Regions from separate parts of the Capra hircus genome. Here region 1 is linked to region 2. The links are chromatin contacts, called in public Hi-C maps. All regions are on one chromosome and are shown on one strand. Each heading gives the region's core, a stretch centred on a gene start, on an enhancer-like site or on the middle of the called end of the contact. The rest is flanking DNA. Distances are from core to core; before and after follow the strand shown.

What was found. A called contact is a pair of places that touch in the nucleus more often than the background predicts.
Region 1: a contact with region 2 is called in a Hi-C map of blood, with 3 times the contacts expected there. The contact joins two enhancer-like sites. A contact is called at or near these places in 3 of 5 Hi-C or Micro-C datasets (all in blood).

What each region holds. Positions count from the first base shown.
Region 1 is chr2:10,501,141-10,507,499 of ARS1.2, reverse strand. RPA2 (replication protein A 32 kDa subunit) reads left to right here. Exons shown (of 9, transcript XM_005676786.3): 7 at 3,224-3,331; 8 at 3,498-3,592; 9 at 5,716-6,359. The coding sequence ends at 5,800. Among named protein-coding and RNA genes, the nearest start is that of RPA2, 18 kb to the left of the region's middle. Within about 2 kb of position 1,684, at least 1 of the 5 cell types and tissues checked has an H3K27ac peak or open chromatin away from gene starts, as enhancers often do.
Region 2 is chr2:10,444,050-10,450,071 of ARS1.2, reverse strand. No RefSeq gene overlaps it. Among named protein-coding and RNA genes, the nearest start is that of PPP1R8, 23 kb to the right of the region's middle. Within about 2 kb of position 4,426, at least 1 of the 5 cell types and tissues checked has an H3K27ac peak or open chromatin away from gene starts, as enhancers often do.

The sequences.
Region 1 (6,359 bases), core at 435-2,934, 60 kb before region 2:
CAAGCTTGGCATATCTGAGAACATTAAAAAGCCACACTGTCTGTCTGGAGTGAAGCAAATGACAGGAAGATGGTAGAGGGATGTAGACAAGGAAGTGGGACCCAGAGGAGGTAGGGCTTTGTAGGCTGTAGTAAGAATTACTGTCTTCTCACTGGTAGTAAACTTTTAGAAGATTTTGACTAGGGAGTGTTGGGGTGTGATTTACCATTGCAAAAGCTAATTTGAGCTCTTGTATGGAGAGAGATTGAGGCTCCAGCAATAGCAACAGCAGTAATTTGGGGGAATGGTGGTAGGAACTGGGAGAAGAGGTTGGATTCTAACCTATTTTGAAGATAGAGCTGCAGAACCTATTGATAGTTTAGAAACAGGATATAAAGAAAAGGCAGGGTTCAGATATAACTCCTAGGGTTGGGGCTTGATTAACTAGATGAAGCTAGCAGGTTTTGAGGATAAAATCCAGAATTCTGTTTTGGAGTTAACAAATGTAAAGTGCCAGTTAGACACCCAAATGGAGACCGGAGTGGAAGGTTGTCTGTATAAGGCTGGGACTCGAGGGAGGGATCAGGGCTAGAGAAAGCACTTTGGGAGTCATTGTGTGGATGGTATTTAAAGCTTCAGAAGAGATGAGATGAGATAACTAGTGAGTTATTAGAGACCTGAGCTCTGGAACACTAACCTTTAGGAGTGTGGAGGCACAGGAACCAGAGAAAGTCAAAGAAGTTGTCAGCTGGACAGGAAGAAAATTGGGGAATGTGATTCCATAGGATATTCTGAAAAGAGTATTTTAAGGACAGGATGGAGTTCAACTGGAGAAAGCTGCCCAGAAGTCAAGTAAGATGATGAGAGGGGTCTGTTGAATTTGGAAACATGGATCTCCAAAAGAGTGGCTTTAGTAACAGTAGGGGGAGCATGGGTTAGAAAGAATGGGATTGGATAGAAAGTTTAGGGTGTTTATTTTATGACTGTGCTTCATAACATACGTATGTATCAAATGTTCTGTGATAAAAATGGTTTAAAGTGAGAATAGGTGGAAGTTGTGAGCATAGACAATTATATTGAGGAGTAAATAAAATAATCCTTTCTCTCACTGAGTTGCCTCAAGCATTGCCGGGGTGGGGTTCAGATCACTTAAGTAGTGGAAGCAGCAATGAGTGGCAAGTGCAGTACACCGTGGAACCACAGAGGGGAGTTGGCCATCCTGACCCAGACATCAAGAAAGGCCTGCTGGAGGAGATGATGCCTAAACCAGGTCGTAAAATTTACATGGGAGGTAGGGGGGATACATGAAGCAGGTCGTATCAGCAGAGGTATCCAGAGAAAAAATAGTGTTCATGTCAGTATTATTATAACATGAGATTTCTGTTTTACCAGAAAGCAATGTGAAGGCATCTAGCTTGAAAACAAGAGGATCATGACTGATTTTTGTTGTTTATTTTTTTTATGACCTCAAAGCATTGGCATTTAATGGATAAATGTTGAAGGAATGAGTCTCCTGCCTGGATGGGAGTTCCCCTGATGAGCTTCCACAATGCTCTTTTACTTGTAATGAGTACTTAACATATTTGAGCTTTTGTCATCTTTATTCAGTTCAATAAACATTGACTGAGCACCTGCTGCCCACCAGGCACTGCAAAGCTGAAGGGAAGTGACCAACCATGATGGCTGCTGTGGGAGGGAATGGAGTGAGTGCTGTGAGACCAGAAAGAGCACAGCTAACCTGGCCTGGGAGGGTGTCAGGGACGGCTTCTTGAAGGCAGTGGCAATTAAGTTGGGCTTTGAAGGATAAGAAGAGTGTTTCCCAGGCAGATGACGAGAGGAGCATTCCAGACATGGAATAAAGTGTCAGAGGCATGTGTGAACGGCCAGAAGTCTCTGTGTTAAAACCTAGTGGTCAAGAATTAAAAAAAGACTCTGATGTCTAATTGTGGTAGGTCTTGACTGTCCAGGAATTTTCATATTATTTTCACAGGCAGGGGGAGCCAGCTGAAAACATTTAGGTGGAGGAGAGACGTGATCAGAAATTATTACTTGGAGCAATAAGGAGGGTTGGTTGACATAGGAGAGACTTCCAGCTGAGACACTAGTCAGGAGACTAGGGGTGATGAGGATGGACTGGAACTGTTGAAGATCATATTAATAGGGTGTGGTGCAGACTATGGGAGATGAGTGACTGGAGACACAGATGGCTGACTTCTGCAGGACTGGGCTTGGGCTTGCTAACTGAGATGGAATACATAGCCAGTAGGTCAGTTTGGGGAGGAAAGTAGTGAACTTTATTTTGAAGTGCATGGGACATCTAAGTGGTGGTCTTCAGCTGATGGTTGGGGACAAGGATTTGTGGTCTCAAAGGAAGTCTGGGATGAAATTCTGGGGGAACTATCAGCCTTCTGAAAGACAGGTAGATGAGGAGACTGAGAGGAGATACTGAGAAGGCAGAGTTCGTTAAGTGGACAGCTAGAAGAATATGGTGCTAGGAAGCCCAGGGATAGGTCCATTTCAAGAGGAGTGTGGTCAACAGTGTCTGCTTCTGAGAGGTCAAGTGTTATGAGGGACTGAAAGGGATTACTGGCTGTGTTGGTTGAAAAGCATTGGTGACTTTGGTGGGAACAGTTTCAGGGGTATATTTGGGGGGAATCCAAATAGGGGAGAAGTGAAAATAGTGACTATTACTGTTTTTTAGAAGTTTGGTTAAAAAAAAAAGTGGGTGATGAGAATTGTGTCTTCTTTTCCCTCCTTGTAATGCTTAATGCCTAGCTGATGCTTAGTAAGTGCTTGCATGATTTAGCACCAAAGGTAGATACCACTATAGCAGAACTCATTAATTTTCTTTGTGCTTTTTTTCCTCTGGTTCCTCTCACATCGCAAAGAAAAGGGTAAGCCAGGAAGTATCTTTTTCTGTTTGATATGATATATATATTTCAGAGAATGACTTTATCTTATGAAATACTCATTAGATAATAGCTGTCCTTTCCAGTCTAAGCAATTGTTATTTGGAAAATTCTGCTTAGGACATTCCCTGGCAATGCAGTGGTTAGGATTCAGTACTTTCACTGCCGTGGCCTGGATTCAATCTCTGGTTGGAAAACTTAAGATCCAATAAGCCATATGTTGTGGTCAGAAAAAACAAAAAAAAATTTGCTTAAATTGTTTTTTGTAAACTACTTATTAAGATATTTAAAAGAGCAAGAACTGTGTTTAAATTGTTGTGAACTTCTTAATTCAGCCTTCAGCTGGGAGAGCACCTGTCAGCAATCCAGGAATGGGTGAAGCTGGGAACTTCGGTGGGAATAACTTCATACCAGCAAATGGCCTCACTGTGGCCCAGAACCAGGTAAACACTGGAGTGGCTCCAGATTTTGCAAGACACAGAGCTGTAAATTGTTACTTTCTTAATGGTGCTAAGTATCTGACTCATTTCTTTCTTATAAAGAGATTCTTGCTTGATAGGGGAGCTGATTCATAGTAGTTTCTGAAATCTTTCTGATTTGAATCTTTAGGTGCTGAATTTGATCAAGGCTTGCCCAAGACCTGAAGGATTAAACTTTCAGGATCTCAAGAACCAACTCCAACACATGTCCGTAGCCTCAATCAAGTGAGTATTTGGTTTCTGTGAGCTAGGGTTCTGGAATTGTACCCATTTCACCTCACCAAGGTTTCCTTTAATGAGAAGTGAGTTAAAAAAAGAACAACTGTTGACTGTTAAAAGGAAAGTTGTTTAGTCATGGAAAAATAGAAAAAGGACTCATAAAGATGGTGCTGCTTGTCACTTCCCTCATTCATTTTTTCATTCAACAAATAGTAAGTCCAGTTAAGTGTGAAGTATGTAATTTTGAGCAAAAATTGACATGATACCTCTTGTGGAATTTAGTCTAGAGGAATGAGATCCTGACTCCTGGTCCTCAAGTGTACACTCTCATTGGTGTTACTGTCCCAAATGTGGAGAGTGTGCCTCACACTATCTGGACCTAAAGCTGTTCGACAGTCTTTCTAGCATCATTGTCCTGATAACCTGTTAGATGAGCAGCTTCCTGATTCTAATGAACTCGTATTGTGTTCAAACAAACAGAGTATTGTGTTTGTGATAAATCAGTTGAAATTATAGATCTCAATAGAGAAAAATGCTCATGTCTCATTCTATTTCCTGTCCTATAAGATGAGGATAATAATTCCTGTCTTAAAAGTTACTGTTATGATGAGGTGCAGAATGGTGGTCACAATAGTAGGTGCTTTCTAAGTTGTTACTATTATTAAATATGACACTGACACTGACCCAGTTCAGTGCAGTTCAGTTGCTCAGTCGTATCCGACTCTTTGCAACCCCATGAATCACAGCATGCCAGCCGTCCCTGTCCATCATCAGCTCCCTGAGTTCACTCAAACTCATGCCCGTTGAATCAGTGATGCCATCCAGCCATCTCATCCTCTGTCGTCCCCTTCTCCTGCCCTCAATCTTTCCCAGCATTAGGGTCTTTTCCAGTGAGTCAACCCTTCATATCAGGTGACCAAAGTATTGGAGTTTCAGCTTCAGCATTAGTTCTTCCAATGAATACCCAGGACTGATCTTTAGGATGGACTGGTTGGATCTCCTTGCAGTCCAAGGGATTCTCAAGAGTCTTCTCCAACACCACAGTTCAAAAGCATCAATTCTTCGGTGCTCAGCTTTCTTCACAGTCCAACTCTCACATCCATACATGATCACTGGAAAAACCATAGCCTTGACTAGATGGACCTTTGTTGGCAAAGTAATGTCTCTGCTTTTTAATATGCTATCTAGGTTGGTCATAACTTCCAAGGAGTAAGCGTTTTTTAATTTCATGGCTGCAATCACCATCTCCAGTGATTTTGGAGCCCCCAAAAATAAAGTCTGACACTGTTTCCACTGTTTCCCCATCTGTTTCCCATGAAGTGATGGGACCAGATGCCATGATCTTATTAGTTTTCTGAATGTTGAGCTTTAAGCCAACTTTTTCACTCTCCTCTTTCACTTTTATCAAGAGGCTTTTTAGTTCCTCTTCACTTTCTGCCATAGGGTATCATCTGCATATTTGAGGTTATTGATATTTCTTCCTGAAGGCCTTAAAACCATTTCTGGAAGACCTTTTCTTTCCTTCCTGCAACTTTATTTCCCAGAGGGAAATTGGAGGGCCCATGGATGGATGAGGAGCTTTTTGTTTTTTAATAGCTATTTCTACTAGGAAACATTAAGTGCAAGCTAAATGACAGCTTTAGATCCTAGTTTCAGATGCTTGTTTAGACTGGTATTTAAGTAAGGTCCTACTTTCTTTGCTTTATACAATCTGGGAGAGGGATCCAAGGCAGCCCTAAAACCATTATCTCCATGGATTAACTCAGTTTTGCAATTTAACTGATGTTTCTCCCTGCAAGAGCCTTCTATGAGCAAAATGGCTATGAATTGGTGACTCAGTGGTAAAGAATCCGCCTGCCAAAGCAGGAGACACACGTTTGATCCCTGGATCAGGAACATCCCCTGGAGAAGGGCATGGCAACCCACTCCGGTATTCTTGCCTGGGAAATCCCATGAACAGAGGAGCCTGGTGGGCTACAGTCCATAGGGTCACAAAAGAGTCAGACACGACCTAGTGACTAAAACAACAAGAAGATAGAAAGTTGGGAAATGAGGGAAGTTTACATTTTCAGCCGTATCTAAAAGGCAGCTTCCTATCTTCTGCATTTGGGTGTGTTTTTTCTTTCTAGGCTAGCTGTGGATTTTCTAAGCAACGAGGGACACATCTATTCCACCGTGGATGATGATCATTTTAAATCCACAGACGCAGAATAACTGGATCTAATTGGGTACCCAAGATATTTTCCAGTTGGACCTTTTTTTGCAGCCTCTTGTCTCCAGCTGTGCATATAATTGGCGAGTTGACTTCTAGGAAGTAGATTTCATCTATAAAAGATCTCAACTGACATCCTTTTGAAACTTACTACTACTCTTCTGTGTTTTTGATGGACTTCCCTGGTGCCTCAGATGGTAAAGCATCTGCCTACAATGCGGGAGACCCAGGTTCGATCCCTGGGTCAGGAAGATCCCCTGGAGAAGGAAACGGTAACCCACTCCAGTATTCATGCCTGGAAAATACCATGGACCGAGGAGCCTGGTGGGCCACAATCCATGGGGTTGCAAAGAGTCGGACACGACTGAGCGACTTCTCAGCGACTTCTGTGATTTTGAAGCTCAAAGGGATATGGGCCACTGAAAAAAATATAAAAGGAGCACATTTTTTAAAGAAGTAACAGATTAGTTAGTTACAACATCAAGATAAATGGAATTGAAAGAGAGATGCTACCAAGAGAGTTGGGCAGTACTGCTTAAATAATGCTCGAGAGTTTCTATT
Region 2 (6,022 bases), core at 3,177-5,676:
CTGTGGGTTTACTGGGAAACTATGGTCAACACCACAGACCCAGACTCTCCCTTCCAGAAACCCTGGTGGAAAAAACCCAGAGAGTGAGGTTTATTCAAGCTGACCTTCCTGCAGCAACCTTGGGACCAAGGAAGGTCATTCAGAGGAAGTGATGCGAGCCAAGGGTGAGTGGGAAACGAAGTGGGAGGGCACGAAGGAGGATGCGCACTGAGGAACTGACAATAAAAAAAAGTGTCAAGTGGCAGCATGGGAGGCCCCGGAGCTTGGCTTCTGATCCTAAAGCTTTGGGGACAAGTCCCTGCTTGAGGGACATTGGAATGAAGAGTGATGTGCTGTGAACTCTATTTTAAGTTCCCAGAGGAGGTGTGGGACATGGCTTGGTAGGCACGGGGGGACACTCAGGGGGCTGCAGATGCTGGTGCTCCAAGGAGGCAGGAGGGAAGCCGTCTCGCTGGTTGGCAGACGGCAGGGGGAGGCAGAAGGAAGCAGGGTAGAGCCCAGAGAGCCTGGGTTAAGCCTCCCCATCTGAACAGGGTTGCCTCCAGCTCTAGTCAGAGTCTCAGGGGCAGGGGGCTGGGGCCGTTGGAGTGGGAAGGGAGTGTACCAGCCTGTGCCAGACTTGCCTCCCAGCCCTGCTGTCTGGGAGCTGCTGATGGTGCCGTTGTGCCCAGACTGCCTCTGGTTGACCCCTGATGTGGCCCCACTTCTGAACTTTCCCAGAATAATGAGGGCTTGAGTCCCAGGGAGGACCGGGCTGCCATCTCCACCCCCAGGTGGGGTTTTGGTTCCAGAGCGTGTGTGCACACAGAGCCTCTTCCACTTCCTTCTAAACAAGCCAGGGGCAGTGAATTATTAGGAGAGGATTCTTCTATCCTAGCAAGTGATTCCAGGCATGTGGGCCAGGGGGCTCCAGGGAGCAAAGTGAGACCTAGAGACCCCAGAGAGAGTGGAAAAGGGGTGGTGGGTCTCCTTCCACCTTTCCTGACACCCTGCCTGCCGTGAGCCCCCGGGGCTGCGGCTCCTCAGGCAGAAGTCTTCAGAAAACTCCGCCAAGGCTTCATTCCCACTGCAGCCGTCTTTTGAGCCTGAATCTCCAGTCTGACCTTAAGCTCCAGGTATATGTACAGCCCACTTGACGTCTCCCCTGATGTTCCCCTGAAGGTCCTCACACTCAGCGCCTTCCTGAAACCCGTTCCTCCACGCTCCCCTCCGCAGTGAATGGCACCTCTGAAAGGCCAGGTGCCCAGGCCAGGGGTCTTCTTTCTCCCAGGACTCCGCCTCCTCTCTGCAGCTGCCACCTCAACCCAGGCGCCTTCAGTCTTGCCACTGGTCTTCAGTCTCTGCCACTGCCTCCAGCCTCACCTCTCCCTCAGCACCGTCCTGCCATCTGCCCTTTAAATGCTGCCTTCTGGACTTCTCTGGTGGTCCAGATTAAGAATCCGCCTGCCAATTCAGAGGACATGGGTTTGATCCCTGGTTCAGGAAGATTCCACCTGCTGTGGAGTAACTATCCCCATGACCCTTGGGGTGAAGTGTGAGCTCCCAATGACCCAGCTCGTCTGGGCCCTGACAACTCTGCAATCTCATCTCTTGCCCTCCCTTTCCAGAACTCCCCCTTCAGCCACTTGGAAGCGCTTGTACTCCATTAACCCTGAAATACCCTGTTGCTTCCCCAGGCCTTTTGCACCTGCTGGGAAAGCTCCTCACCATTTTCATGCAGGATCACCTCTATTCCCCCATCAGATCCCAGCCTTCACACTCCATTTCTAGGGAAGCCTTCCTGATGACCAAGTTGGTTAGGAGTGCCTCTCCTAGCAATGGTTCTTTCATTCAACAAATATTTACTGCTTGTTTAGGCTTCCCTGGTGGCTCAGACGGTAAAGCGTCTGCCTGCAATGTGGGAAACCCGGGTTCAGTTCCTGGGTCGGGAAGATCCCCTGGAGAAGGAAATGGCAATCCACTCCAGCACTCTTGCCTGGAAAATCCCATGGATGGAGGAGACTGATAGGCTACAGTCCATGGGGTCGCAAAGACTCGGACACGACTGAGCGACTTCGCTTTCACTAGATGAGCTAATCCCTGTCCCAGCCACTTCAAATACATCCAGAAACAATTGCAACCACCATCCATGCCCCTAGTAGAGCTCACATTCAAATGGGGTTGGGGATGGGTGAGACAGACCATAAACAATACAGAGTGAATAAGCAATTGATCCAGTGTGGGTGAAGGCAATGGGTGCCATGCAGAAAATGGAGCAAGGGAAGCGGGAGGCAGAAGGGGGGTGGGGCGACTGCAGTCCTCACTGGAGATGGTAACCTTTGGGTGAAGACTTTGTCAGCAACCTCCAGCCAAAGACCACCAGGAAGACAGGAAAATTATCACCTTGGGTTTCTGACTCATAGTGAGGGACAGCGCCCTCCATGGGGAGCATGGGGACCGTGGGGCCACTCAGAGAGCCTTAGAAAGGCCTTACTCTAGGATTTGGACTTGGGTTAGATGATTTAGGAGGGCTCCAGGAACCAGGACTTTCCTATGGATTGGATGCTGTCAAGAGCAGGGGCAATTCTATGACTGGGGATCTTAATGAACCTTAATGAGGAGGGAAGACCAGACGCAGGCTACCGCTGTTATTAGCATGACACAAGTTTTCCTTATGAACTGTAGGGGGATGGCCATAACAGATTACCACAAACTTGGTGGCTTAACAGAAATTTACTCTCACGGTTCCAGAGGCCAGAAGTTTGCTGTCAAGATGTTGGCAGGGTTGGTTCTTCTGGAGGCTCTGTTTCATGCCTCACTCCTTACTTCTGGTGGCTGATGGCAGCCCCTCGTGTTCCTGGGCTTCCAGATGCTCTTCACAAGTTTCCCCTGTGTCTTGATGTCTTTCCCTGTCTCTTACAAGGACATTTATCACTGGACCTAGGGCCCACTCTTATCTAAGATGATTGCATATCAAGATGCTTACTATAATTACATCTGCAAAAGCTCTTATTCCAAATAAGGTCACATTCTGAGTTCCAAGTGGACGTACCTTTTGGGGTCACGAGTCAACCCACTACAGAGATGGCTGGTCCTTTTAGTGGTTTGGATGCAATGTTCTGAAAATATCAATTAAGTCTAACCGTTCTATTGTCTCATTTAGGATCTCTGTCGCCTTATTGATCTTTGTCGCCTCTTTCTGTCCAGAAGATCTGTCCATTGATGTGAAGTGTTAAAGTATCCTACTCTCACTGTTTTCCCATCAGTTTCAACCTTTATGTCTTAGTATTTGTTTTAGATATTTGGGTGCTTCCGTATTAGGTGCCTGTATGTTGATGAGTATAAAATCCTTTTCTTGTATTGATCCTTTTACCATTATACACCGTCCTTCCTTATCTTTCCTTTAACAGCCTTTGCTTCAAAGTCTGTTTTGTCTGACTTGAGTATTGCAACTTCAGCTTTCATTTGTTTGCATGAAATATCCTTTTCCATCCCCTCACTTTTGATCTGTGTGGGTCCTTTGCCCTAAGGTGGGTCTCCTGTAGGTAGCATATTCCTAGGCTCTTGTTTTTTCATCCTGTCTGCCACTCTGTTCTTTGATTGGAGCATTCAGTCCATTGACATTTAAGTTAATTATTCCTTTTTGTAGTTTGGATAACATTCACATTTTTTCTGTGTTCAGACATGATTGTCTTGACCCATCATGGTCACAGAGCGGTCTTGTCTGGACACTGATGTTCTGTGAAACTTTATGTGCAGGAGGAGAATACCAAGGCCCAGCTGTGGCAGCCAGGCCAGCCACTGGAGGCCAGGGCCTGCTGTCCTCTTGTTCAACTTGAAGGCAATGAGGGAGGGAGCCATCTGGGGGAAGTGTTCCAGCTACAAGGGCAGGATGGGAGTGTGCCTTTAAGGGCCAGCCAGTCCCTGGTGTGGCTGTGGCCAAGGGAGCAAGGGGGAGAGAGGCAGCGGGACAGAGAGGCAATGGGAGGGGCTGCAGAGCAATGTACACAGTGGCTCTTAACACTGCAGGAAATAAGGGGCCTTGGGAATGCTCTGAGCAGAGCAGTGAACACCAGGACTGGAGTCATCAGCAGGCATGGTTTTGATAAGAGTGTTAGGACAAAAGCCTGACTGAAGTGGATTTGCGTGCGAGTGGGAGGGTGAAGACACAAGACGAGACAATTCTTTCCAGAAGTTGTACTGAAAAGTGGAGCAGAGAAACAGGAAGTCGCTGGTGAGAAAGTGGAATCAAGAAGGTTTTTCGCTTTTTCTCTTTGAAAGCAGTGACGGTGCATTTGAACGCTGCTGGGGAAAGTCTGGAGGAGAAACCGTCTTGACGGTGTCAGCTGGAGAGGGCATAACCGGAGGGGGAGGGAAGACAGGCTCCAGGTGCAGGTGGTGGCCTGGCTGTGGAGGAAGACCATGGTAATGAGGAGAGAGGCGGGCTGCGGGGCTGAGGCAGGCCGGCTGGCTGGGAGACTTCATCAGTAGAGGCTCTCTGTGGAAAGCCTCCCTCCACATCTCAGCTGCACTTCCTGTCAGTAATCTTGCCCCCAGGCCACGAGTGTAGTAATAGTGTCTGCAGGGGCCCCTTTAGACACCCTGCCTGGCCCAGGTGTGGAGACAGCACTTGAAGCTCCACAGACCCCAAAGGGGACCAGAGATGGAGACAGAAGGGTAGGAAACTGAGGAAGAGAAAAACCAGAAAGGGATCAAAATTCAACCCAGTCTCCCACAGACCCCAGGCACAGGCAGGGGCCTCAACCTGAGTCAGAAGCTACCTTGTGCTGTTCACAGCCCTAAGCATCAGGGCCAGGTCTGAATTGCTGAGAAATTCACTTGTCAAGCTGAGCACTCTCTGTGAGCCTCAAGTTCCCAGCTATAAAGGGGAGAACACCACCAACCTCCTCTTGGGTCTTCTGGGAGAATTTAGGGGTTATAAAACACACAAAAGTACCATCGGGGTGCCTGACAAGGAGCCAGATTTGTTTTCCTTCTCCCCTCTCATCTCCCGCCCCGGCGGACCATCCTACATCTTCACACCGGTTCCTACAGCAGCTCCGAAAATGGGAGCAGGGCCCCGCCTGCTGGCTGACTCTGGAACTGCTCCTCTGCCCCCCGCCCAGAGGTAGACTACATGCACATCCAATTCTTCCAGCAATCTCATTCCACGGCAGCAGATACCATGCAAATTCGGTAGGTGAGCACTCAGGCCTTCTTACCACCTCCACAATCACGGGGCAGGGGCTTTAATACACCCTGACCCCCTTTATTCCTACAGCTGCCCCTGCCTGGAGTGCCCCCACCTCCATCTGGAAATGTCAGAGGTCCGGGGCTTTCCACGACCCTCACCTCTTAGCGCCCCCTCACTCTCAGAGAGAACTCCCCATTCTCTCAACATTTGGACTTAACCTCTAGATTGGCTAAACCGTGTGGAGAGAACCGAAACACCTGTCTCCCCTGCTTTGAGACTCACCCGAGGGCAGGAACTGCCTCATTCACCTGTTATTTTCTGACACCAGAATCCCATCAATCACTGCCCTGCCTGAAACCTCCCCACTCTGGGTGGGGAGGGTACGTGTCTGTGTGATGTGTATGTCTCTAGATTTTCCCCATATTTATGTCTTCACACATATGTCCTTCACTGGCTTCCTTATACCTTCAAATTCCCCAGCAAAGCTCACAGCATAGGACCTGGCCTCTGTCTTCCTGATTCCTCCCTCCTGCCGAGTAGTCATCCCCTCATCCATCTTCCATGCATCTCTCACTGGTTCCTCTCCCTGGAGAACTACAGCTCACACTCCTCCATGCAGCAAATCCCGACTTGATCAATGCTCAGGGCAAATGTCATCTCCCTAGAGGCCTCCCTGACACCCCAGTCTCGCTCATCTCTGCTGTCCTCATCCCATCTATCCCTCAGCTGAAGCCTTCAGCATCGGAGCAGCAGCACCGTTAAGTGTGCCTGTTTCCCTCTAGAAGGCAGGCCTCTAGCGGGCAGGGATAGTGCCCTTCCGTACGCCCAACTCACACGTGTTCAATCCAT